2 separate regions of the Zea mays genome follow, and region 1 is linked to region 2. The links are chromatin contacts, called in public Hi-C maps. All regions are on one chromosome and are shown on one strand. The core of a region is the stretch at or near the end of the contact, and the rest is flanking DNA. Distances in the headings are between cores, read along the strand shown.

Region 1 (2,700 bases), core at 112-2,611, 240 kb after region 2:
CGATCAAGCGGCCCATATCACTAGGTACATGTTCTCGCGTGCCCCCTGCCCCTGGATCCCACTCGCCGGTCGCCTGCACCCCTGACGCTGGGCCGGACTGGTCAGCCCGCCCTCGCCCCCGAGCCACTGACTGCCCTGGCCCGCCTGTTAGTGCTCGCCCGCGCGCTCGCTCTTCCGCGAGATCGGTTTTCGGTCGTTGATATGAGATCGGACGACCGAGAACGCCCCTTACCCCTTCGCCTGGTAAATCTGTTAAATAGCCCCTCGGATTCTTAGAAATCAACCCCCAGTCCGGTTTTCTTGTGCCTGAGTTCCTGGTTTCTTGCAGAGAGACCCTTGGACTTTTATTATAATCACAGAAATAGGTTTAATTTAGGGTTTTGAATTCTAAAACTTGTAAATTTCATAACTTTTGCATATGAACTCCAAATTGGATGGTTCAAATTGCAAAATGTTCATTATCTTATTTTCTATCTGTTTAAATTATATTCATTCATTGTTTCCATGTCTCAATTTTGTGGTTAGTCTCTAGGTTAGTGTAAGGTTATAGAATATTTATTAAAGGTAAAATAAAAGATAAAACCCTAGTGAATATTCAAGTGCTTAAATTTGTAGACCTAACCTCATTTAATGTATGACCCCATCCCGAGAATAAGTTTATTTAGGTAAGTAATTTACTGAGATAGACTTAGTTAGAGAACAATAGACCACTCGACATAGTGATCTACCCCAAAACCTAGATTGCACCTGTGTGTCTTACCCCTTTTATTGAACATGTGTTCACACTGTTGCATATGTTTGGTGTACTGTTCTCTTGTCATTCTCCAAGCACGTTGAATGAATGATTGCTTTGCGTAGACAACGAGCAGTCCGAGGTTTCCGAGTGTGTTGCAGGAGACGTCCCTGAACAGCAACATGGTGAAGGCAAGTGTACTCTGACCCATTATGTCCTATTTACTTTATAATTTATTGTCCTGCATATCATGATCAACCTAAGGATGGACTAGTGTTCTGTTCCTCCTGCCCTAGGTTATCCTTTGGGAATTGGTTATTTTGAGTAGTATCATGCTACTGCTTTACTTTAATCAATGAACATGATGAGAACATTTATGATACGTTGATGATATTCTGATTATAATGAGTATGAAAAAAAAATTATACCCGAAATTTAGAGAATTACAAGCGTTTATGTTGGAATTTTCTTTTAATTATTGCTTACGTGACTATTTAAAGACGGCGTATTGTTGTATGTGCCCTGCCATATTAGACGGGTGTAATTTTTTTTTCTCAAACGTTTTTTAGAAATATTTTTTCAAAATAAAACAAAAAATTCAAAGCTGCCAGCACCCTGTGGGCCGTATAGCCCGATGCGAAAATGCTTGAAGCCTCCAAGAATCTGGGTGCACCGCTGAGGCGCTGACCACCACGCACCACCTCACCAGATCTTTCTTCCTGTTGCTTCCTCGGCTGGTTTCCTTCTCTCGCCGCGTCGCCTGCTTCTTCCCCCAACCAAAGACACGAATCAGCCATGGCGCTCGCCTCCGCCACGTCCCGCCCCCTCCTCGGTCGCCCCGCCGGCACCGCGCGGCCCCACCTCGCCGTTTCCTCATCCTCCCCCGCCTCCTCGATCCGCTTCCCCCGCGGCGCCGACGGCGGCGCCAGCAGAGCGGCCGTCTCTCTCCGCGCCCCCACGCCTCCAGGTCCGTGGTCAACCCGGGTGTTTATTTCCCCCGCGCCACAATTAGAAGTTATGCTCGTGGCAAAGGATTTGGGCTTGGGTTGTGGAGACGTATGAAAACTGAACTCTGTTTGATCCATGATGCTCTCTCTAGCTTTTGGACACGGTCACAGCCACATGGACGATAGTCGATATGAATATATTACGTGCAAGACTCTTTCAGAGCAAGCTTAGCTTCGTAGCCGCAGAAATTATTAAGTGCTTTAAATCGGCTGTCAGCAGTAGTATAAGATATGTATTCTAACAGAATTCCAATTAAGCACGCATATCACAGTATACTATTGCCTTATCGCGTTAATATGAATTAGCTTTTCTCTTGGCTAATGGCTACCCTAGTTGCTCAGTTCAATGCTTGGCAGTTTGGACCTTGTTTCTTTCATTGCCAGGTTATCCGCATTCAATTTATCCTTGAATGACAGAGGTTTAAACTTCACTGCTAGTTCCCAAGTAGTACGTCTTACAATATATAAATCACAAGGATTGTGCTACATGACAGTTTTACTTGGGGTTACCTTGATCTTGTTTCATTCTTCAAGCCACAAGTAAAATTTCCCCTTTCTAAAGCTGTATGTAATGTTAAAATACAATACTCACAACCTAGTAAGCATTTTGTTTCTGGTGTTCATTATTGGTATTTGGTAGGCCAGACGAAACTTCAAAAATAAATTGTTAACATGAACACAACATCTGTGCCTGAACCTTGGCTTGTGGTTTCTGTTGGGTTTCAACTCTAGTCTATCCCAACTTGCTTGGGACTAAAAGGCTTTGTTGTTGTTGTTGTGAGCACAACATTGATCCGTAAGCATTTTTCCTGCCTCCAAATACAACCGTGGAGCTATAGATTGAAATGGACTTCAATTATTTATTTCATGTCACTCATATGCTCATGTTTCCAATAACAACAACAAAAAAGGCAACGTTTAACATGACGCAAAATCATGCTCATGCTCCATTTAACATGA
Region 2 (2,700 bases), core at 53-2,552:
CATTGCTATTCAAAATTAAATAGCAAGCAGTGTGAGGGGATTGAGAGGGGGTTAAATCACTTCATATTCAATTTTGACTAGAAAGAGATTTAATCCCTTTAAATTCCTTCAAACCAAACAAAACCTCATTCCCTTGCTCTTAAGTATACACTAGCCAGTTGCCCGTGCTTTGCTACGGTTTTTATATATCATGTGATATGAATAGGTATTGAGATATTTATTCAAATATAATTATTGTTTATATCTAAACACTAAGGTATGTGTGGTTTGGTGGTTAGCCCTAAATTTTTGGAGTAGAGGGGTATGGGTTTAAGTACTCACTCTGCACTATTTTTATGTAATTATTGTTTATTTCTAAACACTAAGATACTTGTGGTCTAGTGATAGTTGCACGGGTGGGGTCGTTTGGGCAGGCGCAGTAGCTGGCGGAAGGTAAAACCGTGATTGCACCAGGTGCCCACATTAGATTCTTAATAAAGTAGTATAGATTAACACTAATTTTTTGGAGTAGGAGGCATGGGTTTAAGTGCTCACTCTGCACTATTTTTTATGTAATTATTGTTTATTTCTAAACACTAAGATACTTGTGGTCTAGTGGTAGTTGCACGGGTGGGGTCGTCTGGACAGGCGCAGTAGCTAGCGAAAAGTAAATCCGTGATAACACCAGATATACACATTAGATTCTTAATAAAGTAGTATAGATTAATGACTAGTTTGATAATAAAATAATTAGAGACGATTGAGGCGGAAGAATATCACTTGCAATTCAAGGAATATCAAGGAATCTCTCAAATCCTTCAATTTCCTTGTAACACATAGCATGGACCGTTGGCAGCTGACCTATACTGTTTGAACATGTATAGTGGTGTCCTTTTCTTATATTTTCCCCTTTAAATTAAACAACCATGTATTTTTTTTGTTTCAGTAAAATAATACATGGGCCAATAGACTACGCTCAGCGCTGTAGTTAAATTTCAAGGACATGAAACCACATGCATGCATTAATTAAGAACGTAGCGTATACAAGGCTTTATTTAATATATAGTCTTTTAAGGGTCTCTAATTATTATGTGAATAAAATACAAGAGACAGACTTTCTATATATATATATATATATATATATATATATATTGTCTTTTAGTTGTATTTATTATTAAAATCTTAGAATTGTATCATAAAATCTTTTAGCTGAAAGCGGAGGTTACCATTTTCTTTGCTTTACTGATTGTCACGGGATCCCTAGTTTATTTCCAAAATTTCCTGTCCACGAACGCAAGTGTGTTCTTCATGAAAAACAAAGCCCAGAAAATTGGTGCCCACATGTTCGCCTTTCGTACAGAGCATATGAAGTTGTGAGCCTGCCCTTGACCCGTCGCTCCTAGACTTGAAGACTCGAGAAGTCGAGAGAAAAGACGTGTCAACGTCACTACGTCAGCGTCCTCTGCCTCCGCCATCCATGGCCGACAACCGCAACCTCCCGCCGACCTGGGCCACCACGGCCGGCTTCGGCTTCCTGACCCTCAACTCCGGGGTCGCCATCTACCGCGCGTGGGGCGACTTCGCGTCCATCCTGCTGGTAACAGGCTCGTACTCCGCTCTGCTACTCCTCTTCCGCTGCCTCCGTGACTACGAGCGCGCGGCGCCCGGGTCCCCGGCCAGGGCGCGGGCGAGACGCGCTGTGTGGCCGCTCACCTCGCTGCTCACCGTGGCCTTCGCCTGGAAGGTTGCGGCGGCCATGCCGTCGGCCGCCGCCGCGGCCGTCGTCTGGGCGCTCGCCGTCGCCACCACCGCCGGTGGCTTCTTCGCCCTCTTCGTTCCCGGTTGAATCGAAGCCATGGACCGCTCAGATGCCCCGATTCGTGTACGGACTGCCAAGGAGACTGCAGCAGGACCCTGTATTTTTGTACTAATCATTATATGTATATATTGTAGTATATTGTATAGTACTAGTGTATGGTGCGTGCCTATGCGCGCGTAGCGATCTGCTTAGTAGCATAGTATAATGTATGATTATTGTATATATGTTTGAGTAAATAAGCACGTAAGAGCAAAGCAAAGGAATCCAAGTTCCGGTGTTTGTTGTAAGATAAACGAGCGTATTATAAGTTGTAACAATATTATATTGTTTCAAGCAAGTTGTACATATATATACACATTTCATAATATAAGTGATAATTCAGTAAACTTTTATAGTTTTGAACATATGGTTTTCCTCACATTTTATAACACATTTTTTCTGTGCAAATATATATAAGGGAAACATTGTTGAGTTTAACATTTTAACTGCATGTATGCCCATTTATAATTTTGAAGAAAACGAACAGATATTATAGGCAGAACATACATTAATTGCAAGTGGTTGTACAGGGATACATAGGTCATAAAGATATACCTTTTCCTAGCTCTAAACATTAAAAATCAGAGTTGATCACGTTCAAGTATGCAACATACCTGAACATAGCTATGTTTATATAAATCAATAAATACTTCACCACATGAATCCTTGCAGTCTATAGTATAAAACACAATGTGTTTGCTGCTCTTTCGGCAGTTTTCATTAATAAACAACTGAAAAAATTAAAAGCATCATGAGCATGAAAACTTTCTGTAGAGTTACTGAAGTGACATTAAAAAGTAGACTATTTCCATAGAAGAATATATAACTTCGTTTTAAGAGATGCAATGATAAGTACAACAATG

The links. A called contact is a pair of places that touch in the nucleus more often than the background predicts.
Region 1: a contact with region 2 is called in a Hi-C map of leaf, with 2.3 times the contacts expected there. The contact joins the promoter of LOC100282850 here to the promoter of LOC109940317 in region 2. A contact is called at or near these places in 5 of 25 Hi-C or Micro-C datasets (ear, endosperm, leaf and 1 more).

Annotation. Positions count from the first base shown.
Region 1 is chr6:80,902,905-80,905,604 of Zm-B73-REFERENCE-NAM-5.0, forward strand. LOC100282850 (iron-sulfur assembly protein IscA) reads left to right here and starts at 1,362. Exons shown (of 3, transcript NM_001371885.1): 1 at 1,362-1,700. The coding sequence starts at 1,529.
Region 2 is chr6:80,663,946-80,666,645 of Zm-B73-REFERENCE-NAM-5.0, forward strand. It overlaps LOC109940317, which reads left to right and starts at 1,303. Exons shown (of 1, transcript XM_020539787.3): 1 at 1,303-2,202. The coding sequence starts at 1,457. The coding sequence ends at 1,825.